Regions from separate parts of the Mus musculus genome. Here region 1 is linked to region 2. The links are chromatin contacts, called in public HiChIP or PLAC-seq maps. All regions are on one chromosome and are shown on one strand. The core of a region is the stretch at or near the end of the contact, and the rest is flanking DNA. Distances in the headings are between cores, read along the strand shown. Region 1 overlaps Pan3 (PAN3 poly(A) specific ribonuclease subunit). Region 2 holds the start of Flt3 (FMS-like tyrosine kinase 3).

Evidence for each region. HiChIP or PLAC-seq counts read pairs in DNA pulled down with a chosen protein or histone mark.
Region 1: a contact with region 2 is called in an H3K4me3 HiChIP or PLAC-seq map of the 230-238 cell line, with 24 read pairs. The contact joins the enhancer-like site here to the promoter of Flt3 in region 2. A contact is called at or near these places in 1 of 39 promoter capture datasets (trophoblast stem cells), 1 of 15 datasets of contacts at CTCF or cohesin (the NIH/3T3 cell line), 2 of 484 Hi-C or Micro-C datasets (erythroblasts and nephron progenitors), 2 of 115 datasets of contacts at active chromatin or transcription factors (the 230-238 cell line and embryonic stem cells) and 2 of 9 other capture datasets (embryonic stem cells and macrophages).

Annotation. Positions count from the first base shown.
Region 1 is chr5:147,472,014-147,477,640 of GRCm38.p6, reverse strand. The region is part of intron 4 of Pan3 (PAN3 poly(A) specific ribonuclease subunit); the gene reads right to left. Among named protein-coding and RNA genes, the nearest start is that of Pan3, 45 kb to the right of the region's middle. Within about 2 kb of position 3,535, at least 27 of the 459 cell types and tissues checked have an H3K27ac peak or open chromatin away from gene starts, as enhancers often do. A contact at or near this core is called in the 230-238 cell line, where this site is marked.
Region 2 is chr5:147,396,388-147,402,951 of GRCm38.p6, reverse strand. It overlaps Flt3 (FMS-like tyrosine kinase 3), which reads left to right and starts at 2,463. Exons shown (of 24, transcript NM_010229.2): 1 at 2,463-2,732. The coding sequence starts at 2,687. Gm26597 (predicted gene, 26597) reads right to left here and starts at 3,398. Exons shown (of 2, transcript NR_165432.1): 1 at 3,053-3,398; 2 at 1,033-2,165.

The DNA.
Region 1 (5,627 bases), core at 2,286-4,785, 74 kb before region 2:
GCATGGTCTTCCAACAGGCTTTGGTAGTAAGCTACAACATGGACAGAAGACCTCAACTTCTCTTCCTATAATAAACAGATAGGCAAAGATGAGAGGAGCAAGGTCAGATAAACAGGAAGGTACTTAAGAAGAGCAGGAAACAAGGTAAGAAACCATCGGTAACAGTAAAAATGAAGATAACTGAGAAGGAAGGACACAGAGGGAAGGACACAGAGTTCTCATCAGTGGAAGAAGGACATGACAAAGACAGCAGAGTCTAGAGGAAGCCACAACGAAGAGCACCGACAGGTATTTATAACCAAGCTAGGTGTGCACGCAACCATTTCTGACTGTGCAACCGCGCAGAGAGCAGCGATGCGCCTGAGGGAGAATGCGCTGATCCTCAGTTCCATGTTCTGGGCCATGCAGATGAACAGTTTCTATAAATCATATACTAAGGAAGACTGACTACAGACAACTGAAGGAAGGATTTGGAAATCAAATGTGACTAGAGCAGGCCAAGTACTAAAGGTGGGCCATCTGCAAAAGGGCTCTCTGAGAAGGCAAGAGAATCAAGTGGGGCAGGGAGAAAACACTACATACACTATGTGCCTCTGTACAGGAAAACCTTAAAGGTGCAACCAAGTCACGTGCTATATGCATGGCTGCAATTACAGTAAGCACGGTTATTTCTCCCTGCCCTACTCATTGCTCTTTGTTGTTGTCACCCTAAATAAGAGTAATCAGCAGTGACCAGTGCCACACTCAGTAACCACACCACTTTACTAGCCTTCTCCTGAAATTACACCAGAAACATTCTACTTCCCTTAATATGCCCTTCACTCGTTTTGTATTTGAAAACCCTTATCTTATCTTTTCTTTTCTTTTTTTTCCTTTTCTTTTTTTTTTAAAGATTTATTTGTTTATTTTATTTATGTGAGTACACTGTAGCTGTCTTCAGACACATCAGAAGAGGGCATCAGATCTTATTACGAATGGTTGTGAGCCACCATGTGGTTGCTGAGAATTGAACTCAGGACCTCTGGAAGAGTAGTCAGTGCTCTTAACCGATGAGCCATCTCTCCAGACTCCGGAAAACCTAGCTTTTTTTTTGGGGGGGGGGGGGGGAGGACAGGGTTTCTCTGTGTAACCCTGGCTGTCCTGGAACTCACTCTGTAGATCAGACTGGCCTTGAACTCAGAAATCCGCCTGCCTCTGCTTCCCAAGTGCTGGGATTAAAGGCGTGCACCACCACTGCCTGGTGTCTTCTTTTTGACCTGGCCCCTAACCGTTACTTCTTCCACTTCTGACACTAACTCATCTCTCTAGCTGTAGACAGAAAGTAAAACAAGCCCGAAAGAGAGATGCATGTTGCAGATAACGAAGCCAGAAGTGCAGTCATCTAAGTAATAAGCCCTTTGCAACTAAACACCTAGAACCAGTCATGGAGCTACAGAATTTTCTATTTACCCTTCTGGGTTTCAGCCTTGTGTTGGTCCAGTTTTTCCTGGCTGTGCTCCCATTTATTATAGTATATTCTATGCCATTGTATGTTGGAAATATATAATTTGCTTTCTTTTCTTTTTTTTTTTTAATGATAGTTAAGAGATCATTGTGTCAGAAGAGACTTTGGGCTTTTGAACAGCGTTGAAATTGTCAAACACTCCAAGGGCATCTAAAATTAGACTAAATCCATCTGCATCATGATATGGCCATGCCTATGGAGAATACGGAGCAGAGTGTAGCCAAATGAATAAGAAATGTTCCCCTAGAGCAGTGGTTCTCCACCTTCCCAATGATACAGTTCCTCGTGTTGTGGTGGCCTTCCACCAAAAATTTACTTTGTTGCTATTTTCTAACTGTAACTTTGCTACTGTTAAGAACTGTAATGTAAAATATCTGATATGCACACGGTCTAAGGCTGCCCCTGTAAAAGGGTCCTGTGAAAGACCCCCAAAGAGGTTGAAACCTACAGGTTGCAAGCTGATGCACTACAGGCTCATGTACTTCGACACTTAGCTCTAGCTAGCAAGCTGGTGGTACTGTTTAGGGGTGGCAGTGAAAGAACCTTTAGAAACTGGAGCCTTTGATAAAGGAACTATGTCACTAAGGGCATGCTTTGAAATTTTACAACATTTCCTGTTCTCTGCTTCCCATGTATGCAGATGAAAATGTTATGTACTTGCTAACTAACATGCCCTCCTCACCACTCATGTGCTCTAAACCTCTAGAACCAAAAGCCAAAATGAACCCTTTCTTTACTAAATTACTTTTGGGTGTGGTATTTATCACAGCAACAAAAAGCTAACTAATACAAATGCCATTAACTTCTAACTAGTAGATAGCCTTATCAAAATTATTTTCAAGTGACTGGTGAAAGTGCAAACTTCAGCTAAGGGATGAACGAAAGGCATGAAAGGAGCTCACACAAGTAGGAACTAGGCTCCCAAATCTGCTGCACAGTTGCCCAGACATATGAGCCCTTTCCTTATGTAGTATTCTTTCTTGCTGGTTACCAAGATAATAGAAGATAAACATGGCATATTTATAAGTTAGAAGGAAGAAATCTTTCTACAGGAAGAAGTTCTTGAAAAGCCAAAGCAAAGATCTGCAAACAGCAGTAAAGCCAGATTCCAAGGCATCCTGTACCAGGAGAGAACACAAACCACAGCACCAAAGGGTCTGAATAAGAATCTCCCAGGTTCACTGGCCATTACTTACCAGGAAACAGCAGGCTGGGTAGAATCAGGGAAAGGGAATGGGGAGATGGAGACAGTGCTAAGGGGATGGAGGCAGAGAGCACTGCATTCACTTCAAGGGACTGCAGTCACTGCAGTTCTCTAACTCTCCAAAGTCCCAAGGAACTCTAACCTAATAATATATAACCTAATATAAGCAAACTCTTACACTTACTAATTCCAGTCTATTCCATCAAAATCTATAATATTCCTATCCCTGGGCCCTAAAGACTAAAACCTACCTGAAGTAGCACTCTAACCTAGTGAGTAACTAAAGAACTAAGCATATCTAAGGAGCTTCCAAAACTTCTCTGAGTTCCTAAAAGAAGCACCAGTTAGAGAAAGCACTCACAGAAGGATCTGTGATCCATAACACTAACGTGCACCTACTTATGAAGTAGGTCTCAAGAGGGTGAAGTTACATCAAAGGAGATACTGACAAGTAGACAAGGAAATCAAATGGATCCTCTCACAAACCTGCCAAGGTCCAGCCTCAGCGTGAGAAGGGTCCTGAGAGAGGCAGGGATGGGAGTGGTGCTGATTCAGTAATGACTCAGGGTCAGTAGCAGATGCAAGCTGTCAGTTCAGGTGCTCTCTGTTCCCTGAGGATTCTCATCATTTTCCTTCTTTTCCTTTCTGACCAGAGAGCCTAAACCCAGTCTTTTATTTTTTAAATTATATCATCAAGGCTTTGCTCATTGTTCATAATATTTAAAATTCTTACATTTACATAAATTCTATTGAGTCTCAGATCAATAGTCCCAAGCCTCACTCCCTTAGAGCAGAAACTAAACACAAAGCAAAAGCACATTTCCTCATAGGTTTTACATAGCCTGTTCTTCACGGCTAGCTAGGCACAGCTCTTGCGGTTTCTTGGTACAGCAGACAGCAGTCTTTTAGTAACTATTTTCATGGAAAATCGAAAGATGATATACTACTAAAGTTAAAATGATTCCTTACAAAGTTTTAAACTTTAGGTTAAGTAACACAGTGAGCTCTTTGTCTCTCCAGGCACTATCAACTCCAACTCTTCAAGTAGCCAGAAGAACAAAGTACTAACTTTTTATATGCTTATCTATCATCTTTTTATTTCTCTAATCTTTGCTTCCTATCCTAGCAATTCCAATGCCCTCATGTACTCTCCTTCTAGTACCATTTGTTCTAAATTATACATCATAAGTCTTTCTCCTATAAAACTGTCTATCGTTCACTCATATTTTATAGATTACTATTTTTTTCTATCCGTGCCTTTTCTTCTTGAGACCACTTTAATTCTGTCCTTGATGTCCCCAAGTTCACCCTGGCTAATTAATGCAGCAGTCATTGGACCAGAGGGTACCTGTATCTCCTCACGATTTTAAATTCAAGGCCAAGTCTGGCAATGAACTATTTCAACAAAGGACCACGTAGGCTTTTATGGCCTCTGTGGTTATGTTGTCTAGATCCTTTCCCATGGCCCTAAAGGCCAAGCAGAAGGCATGCTCCTCATCCTCCTCAGCCTCATGACCACCTCCATTCCTCACTCCTGAGAACCACATCTGTTTCATTGATTATGGCAACGGGGGAAGTATATTCCCCAGAGAGAGACTGAAAGTAAAGTAGTAAAGACAGCAGATCAGCTTGAGGGCAACAGCATCCATCAGCACGTGTGGGGACCGTGACGATCAACAGCCTGGTAATGCTCCAGGGGCAGGAACTGTGTCACACCTCCCCTTATGCAGCCATGCCGGACCCAGCACAAACCCAACAGTCTTCATGCATTTCATCATTTTACCAGATAAGCTACTATCACAGTAATGCGAAAAACTTATGGTTCATAACTATTTTAAAACTTCTGAGGCAGCATGAATGCCTTTAATACATCAGTACTTTCAGGCAAATTCTAATCTCTAATACCACAAACATTTTATAGAGCTTTACATCACTCAATCCTGTCATTCAAGTAGGCATCAGATTCTTACAAGATGAAACATGGTCACCAAGCACACATCCATACATGCAAACAACTGTACACGTAAAATAATTCTTATAAAAACTAAAATAAAGCAAACAGATATGAAGAATGACACCAATGTCAACTTCTGGCTCCAAAAGCACACACATAGGTGTATGTACCCATGCATGCATGACACACACACACACTAACACCTATATATACATATGGTTTTAGAATAATTACTACAAAATTACACATAACTGCTCAGTAAAAGAAAATCAAAGTGATGTTTACAATAATGACCAAAATAATTTGAGAAAAAAAGTATAGTTTCAAATAGTGCACAATTCAGTGGAAAACGACAAACAGATTAAAGAAAATCACCCAAAAATAGAAAAACTTTCAACTAAGAACTACTAGAGAACAGTGAGATATGTCTATTTCCTCCAGACTTAACAGTGCTCCCTGGGAAGGCCACATTAACACCATCTCCTGAGAGAAAAGAAACACGTTCAGGCCCCACTTACAATGAGACAGTGTAACAGAAGTACAGAGACTCAGTAACACGTTCCAGTGCCTGTGTTATGAACCACCTTCCTCCCCAAAAAAGCAAGAGCCCATCCAAGTCAAACACAATGTATGTAGACAGAAAGGACGGCCCAGAAAAGGAAGGCAGCAACAGATCTTAAAAACAAAACCCAATCAGATATTCAGACACAGGCTGGAGAGATGGCCCAGCAGTTAACATTAGCACTGGTTCAGACACTTAAGTGAAAGGTATAAATAGGTGAGAATTTTGTTTTAAAACTTTTTTGTAGCCAGACGTGGTGGCACATGCCTTTAATCCCAGCACTCGGGAGGCAGAGGCAGGCGGATTTCTGAGTTCGAGGCCAGCCTGGTCTACAAAGTGAGTTCCAGGACAGCCAGGGCTAAACAGAGAAACCCTCTCTCGAAAAACAAAATAGGTGAGAATC
Region 2 (6,564 bases), core at 1,214-3,713:
GTTTTTTGTTTGTTTTTCGAGACAGGGTTTCTCTGTGTAGCTCTGGCTGTCCTGGAACTCACTCTGTAGACCAGGCTGTCCTTGAACTCAGAAATCCACCTGCCTCTGACTCCCAGGTGCTGGGATTAAAGGCATGTGCCACCACTGCCCAGCGACATGGCTCCTTTTTAAAGAACACTTACTGCTTCTTGGCTCAGGTTAAGTTCCAACTGCCTATAACTCCAGTTCCAAGAGATCCAGTGCCCCCTTCTGGCCTCCGAGGGTAGATCCCGATTCAATAACAAATGGGAGTTTGTAACTTCGGGCTTTTTCTCCCACACCACTTTGTTCCCTGTAATAACGACTCTGAGGGTAATTATTAATACATACTTAGGCCATAAGCTTTGGCTTGTTCTCCAACTAGCTCATAACCCAATTATCTCTCTTATTCTATATTAGTTCAGCTATGTGGCTGCTTTCCGGGCAAATCTCCTGTGGCTAACTCTTTCCCAGAATTCTCTCTTTTTCTCCCAGATGTCCCACCTCCTATTTCCTGCTCCAGCTCATTGGCCACTGACTTCTTTATTCATAGTGATGCTTATAAGAGATTCTATCGGAGCTGGGGGTGTAGCTCAGTAGTAAGAGTGCTCTGGGTTCTGGGGTCCTCATGGTTGTATGGCAAGCTCTTTACTGACTCAGCCATCTCCCTACTTCCACTTTCCTTTTTTTTTTTTTTTTTTTTTTTTTGGTTTTTCGAGACAGGGTTTCTCTGCATAGCTTTCGCTGTCCTGGAGCTCACTTTGTAGACCAGGCTGGCCTTGAACTCAGAAATCCGCCTGCCTCTGCCTCCCCAGTGCTGGGATTAAAGGTGTGCGCCACCACGCCCGGCCCTTTTTTTTAAGATAGGGTCTTGCTATGTAGCCCAGGCTGACTAATGCTCTACCTGCCTCCGCCTCATGGCATTATGGGTGTATAGCAACAAACCCAGCTCTAGAAATTTTTTTAAGTCAATTATTGTAATTGCAAATGTACCAGGACTGGAAGATCTTAGCGTTGGTGTCTTCTCTTTCCATTTTATTAAAGGGGAAAGCCTAAAAGCAAACTAAGCAAACAAAAACCTGGTTTGAAGAAGTGATCTCCCAAGTGAAGGCTGGCCTCTGAGAACTGTCCTGGGATGGGCTGGACCTAAGCTTTGTCTTCTGGTTCCAGATGAATAACCGATAACCACAGATACACATCTCAGCAGCCTGAGCACCACATGTCTCGGAGAGTGAACTCTCCACACCTGGAAGGTTTTGGGTCTGTGTTTCTTTTTCTTTCCCTTTTTCTTTTTCTTCTTCTTTTTCTTTTACTTTTTTTCTTGCTGATGATATAACCCCGGGCCTTGCAAGAGCTAAGCTAGCAATCTACCGGTGAGCTACATCTCTAGCCCCACAAAGCTATCAGATGATTAAAAAAAAAAAAAGATCCATGAATAGGCTGGAGAGGTAGCTGTGTGGGAATTGCCCTCCCTATTAAAGATGAAATGTGCTGCTTTACATATGTATATTTCTCCGTCTGGCCGCTGATCAGTGGACAGTCTCACTGTGGTGTGCAGGAATGTTGGAATGTTTCTTCATGCTCCTGTTGCAATTCCAGAAGTGGAATCCATGCGTCGGGCACCTGACCTTAAAATGCCTAAAGCACCAAGCCCATGTCATTTTCCACAGTGGCTGCCCGGAGGACGTCACTTTGAAGTTTCCCCTAGCGGGAAGGCTGATAGTGCTGTGGACTGAGTGGAGGAGAAACAGTGTTGTTAGTGTGCTTGTATGCTCTCAGGGGTCATGCCTGAAGAGAAAAACGATGAAAAGAATGAGGAGCGGAGGACTGCTGTGATGGAGCGATATTACTGACGTCATTATGGGGAGAGAACTAGGACACAGAGGACAAATGGCTCAGGAGGGTTCCTTCATGGGGAAGCCAGGGCTGCTATCCTGTGCTTTCAATATTCAGCTTGATGCACGGGAAATAATTGTTACCTAGAGACACTATGAGACTAAAAGCCAGAACTAGGAGGTGACAACTCCAAACATCCTTTGAGGTGCACGGTCTAATTTGTTTGGGTGTCTGTTTAACCTCTCTAATTTATTGACCTTGAAACCGCGTCTGCTTTTCTGGGTCGGAGGTGGATGGGAATCTTGGACATCCTATAAGAAAGGACAGGGAGACAAAGAAAATCAGTCCACAATGCAGATCTACCAGATGTGGAATAAAACTCACGGGGTTACCAGTGTATGGCACCGATTCAGTGCCCATCACGGGACATCAAAGATCCCCGCGCATGAAGAAGGAGGTCTGTGTGTCACCACTCTTCTCACCCTTAGGAGTTTAAAGCAGAGGTCCGGGGACTCAACCACGGAGTCCAGGCAACTTCCCCAGCCGAACCGCACCCAGTCTCCCCTGCCGCAGTCCCGGTGCCAGGAGCGCAGGCTGGGGACCACGGCGGGCACGTGGGATCGGCTGCAGCACTGCGCCAGTTCAGCCCGCCTAGCAGCGAGCGGCCGCGGCCTCTGGAGAGAGGTTCCTCCCCCTCTGCTCTGCACCAGTCCGAGGGAATCTGTGGTCAGTGACGCGCATCCTTCAGCGAGCCACCTGCAGCCCGGGGCGCGCCGCTGGGACCGCATCACAGGCTGGGCCGGCGGCCTGGCTACCGCGCGCTCCGGAGGCCATGCGGGCGTTGGCGCAGCGCAGCGACCGGCGGCTGCTGCTGCTTGGTAAGGCCCCTCACCCCCTCTGCACCCCGGCCGAGCGCGCATCACTCCCTCATACCCACCGCGCGCTCCCCTCGCCGCCGCATCACTCCCCTCTTTCACGTCCCCCCTTTCAAGCGGTGAACTTGGCTTTGGTTTGCCCACCCCTGCCCTCACCCTCCTCCGCAGCGCTCCTCTGCAGCTCAGTCCCCAGGCCACCGCGCCTGGGCTTGGGCTTGGATGCTCCGTCAGCCTCTGAGAGTCTTCTTCAGCAGCGCAGGTGGCCCGAGACTCCCTGACCCGACCTCTGGGTACTATAGATTCTCGAGCCGGTGCGTTCTCACCTCTTTGAGATGTAGGCTGACAGAGCAAACTAATGGGAAAACTGCGAGCATCCTCTGCTAGAGCGGTCATCCCTGCTAACGACCCCCACCTGTACCAATTTTCGCTTCACTCAGTGGCTAGTTACTTTGGAAATACTATGCAAAACAGATTTATAAATTTAAAAACTAGCTACCCTTCCCCTCTCCATACTTTTCTTATTTTAGGATTAAACCCTAGTGACACTTTCAAGGACTCCTAGGACTACTCTCCCAAGTTGCCTGTTCGGGTAGAAGCATAGCTGTGATTGAAAATAGTAACTAACTATAGGGGGGAAAGTCCCCATTCTGCCCAGTTCTAATCGGTCTCGCGTCAGCTTTCTGTTTGGGAAGACAAGGGGGTTGGATTGAGTTGGAGTTGGAGACAGTTCTAGAAGTCGGGGGTGGGGGTGGGGGGAGATCAGGCCCTGCCCTAGTTTTGCAGCCTTCTGAGGCACTCCTGGCTTGGCCTCAGTCTGCCCAGTGGCCTATTTCCCCTTCATTTCCAACATTTAGGATTCTGGCTTGAACCTTCCGTGACAAATAGAGAAAACATTTTGCAACATTAAATGAGCAGAAACGGTTTCCAATTACTTTAAAAAAAAAGATGATAAAATTAAAAAATGTAGGCTATAAAGGAAAAGGATGGGGAGAACGCTGTACCTTTCTTAAGCGAGTTGATGCACAGGGACATCTCAAACGCATGGCGTGGCGTGCTTTTCTTTTCAGGCTCTATTAATGCAAAATGGTTAGCTTTGGCTGTGTATGAGATTAGATTAGTGACTTTCCCATAGCAGAGATGATTTTTCTAAAGGGCTAAAGGGTTCTAGGGAAGTAACTCAGAATCAGAGTAGGACTTGCAGCCATGCTCAAACCGCACTGAACTCCTTCGTAGGAAATGTCTTAGTCCCTCTCCAGATTCAAAGCGCAACACATGTGCAAAATCTTCTGTGTCCACTCCCCAGTTGTTATATATCAGTGTACCTACATAACCACTGTACGTCAAGACATAGAGTGACTCAGCTTCCAAGTTACCCCCACTCCTCAAACTCACTCTATATCACTTTTGCCAGTTGGTGAGATTTACAAAGAGCAAATCACTGTTATACCCCACCCCTCTCCTTCAGTGCTGGGGCTCAGACTCCAGGCCTCACGTACATGTGGCTTTATTTGTGTTGGGCACTGCTACTTCAAAGAGAGGATTTCAATATGACAACAAACGAGAGACTGTCTCTTCCATTATGGCCGAGGAGTTCATAGAGCAGCAGGACACAGTCTTGTTGCTGACGTTGTTATTGGTTGCCTTGGCTACTTTTCTATTGCAGTAAAGAGACACTGTGACCAAAGCAACTTTTATAAAAGAAAGACTTTCTCGGGGGTTTGCTTACAGTTTTCGAGGGTGAGTCCATGGCTCTTCTGGGGGCGGGGCTGACACAGACATGGTAGGCAGGCTGTGCTGGAGCAGTAGCTGAGAGCTCAGATCTAGACCCACAAGCATGAGACACAGAAAGCTAACTGGGAATGGCTTGGGCTTTTGAAACCTCAAAGTCTACCCCTAATGACATACCTACTCCATCAAGGCCACACCCAATCCTTCCCAATTGGTTTTATATCTGTGGCACAAGCATTCAAACAGATGAGCCTAAGGGGGCCATTCTTCCTCAGAACGGGACAGTACACTCCCTGGCCCCCACTTGCTGGCTTTTAGCCCTGTCATCATGCAAAGCGCATTTAATCCTACTTTGAAAGTCCCCATAGATCGCTTCTCGGCCTTTTGGCTAAGATCAAGTGAAAGTCCCCATAGACTCTCAACACAGTTTAAAAGTTCAGAGTCCCTTCTGAGACTCAAGGCAGTCTCTTAATTGTAATTCCCTGTAAAATCAAAAGCCCAAAAGCAAAGTGTGTACTTCCAACATACAACGGTACAGAAAATACATTTTCATTTGGAATGTGAAAACGAGAATGTAGTGAAGAAATACTGGATCAAAGCAAGACTGAAGGGCAAACTCCAAATCCTGTGCTCTGTCTGATGTCAAAAGCTTAGACAGCTCTGCCCTTCCAGCCTCGCTGACTGTGACACACTTCTCTTTGATGAGCTGGTTCTTGGTCTGAAGCTGTCCTTGGCAGGAATCCCATAGCTTTGGTATCCCCAACATCCTAGGGTCTCCAACACAGTCCAGACTTCATTTTCACAGCTTTTAGCATTGGCCTCTGTGGGTCTCCATGTAGGGAGTTCCCTGACACAGGCCTGGTCTCAGACGCTCTCCTTAACTGCGAAGGGACATTCCACAACCGGTGTACTCCTATATGCTTCATAACTAAAGGTAGACTCTCAGCTTAAGTAAGTGGGGTCTCGGCCTGAGGGCAGGACTCCCTGGATTCCATGTCACTTTAAGCCTTTCTTTTTTTTTAAGATTTATTTATTTATTTATTTACTATATGTGAGTACACTGTACACTGTACACTGTCTTCAGACACTCCAGAAGAGGGCTCCAGATCTTGTTATGGATGGTTTTGAGCCACCATGTGGTTGCTGGGAATTGAACTCACGACCTTCAGAAGAGCAGTCAGTGCTCTTAACCGCTGAGCCATCTCTCCAGCCCCCACTTTAAGCTTTTCTTTAAGCTTCTTAACTCTCTGAGCACAAGACTTGGCTTCAACTTTAAATTTCCTGGTGCTCTTTTTCAACTCAAACTGTACATTTTTAAAATTTCTTTTTGCCCTGCTTGTGCCCCCTTTTCACTGTAGATCGGCAAGAGAGTGATCACGCAGAACCACACAACACGGTCACTATAAGGCTACCCTGGAATAAACTGTGCCAAAGAAATAAGTCCCAGGCATATTCTTAGGACAAGGGCAAAAAGCAGTCACATTCTTTGCCAACATATCAGAAAGATGGTCTCAAGCCCAGTTGCTAGTATTTTTCCCCTGTAAAACTTCCAGAGATGGGCCTCCCTGGTCCACATTGCTCCCAACACTATTGTCTTCCAAGTGCCTAGTGCATTAAGCTCTTTTTATGGTGGTCAAAGTCCCGAAGTCCTCCACACCCCACTCCTAGTACCAACCTGTCTTGGTTACTTTTCTTTTGCTAGAAAGGGACACCATGACCAAGGCCACTTATAGAAAACAAAAGGAGTTTAATGGAGCTTGCAGTTCCAGAGGATGAGAGTCTGTGACTGTCATGGTGGGAGCATAGCAATAGGCAGACAGACATGGTACTGGAGCAGCAGTTTATATCTTGATTCACACAAAGAGAGAGCTAACTGGAAATGGTGTAGGCTTTTGACACCCAAAAGTCTACTACCAGTGACACACCCCTCCAAGGCCACACCTTCTAACCCTTTCCAAACAGTTCTACCAACTGCGACCAAGCACTCAAATATATGGGCCCTTTGGATACCGGACCTGTGATGGCCCCTGACTCTTGTGCTTTAGTTTTTAATTCCTGCTTCATCTGAGTTCACATTAGCTATTAATTTCTTCATAGGAACTTCATA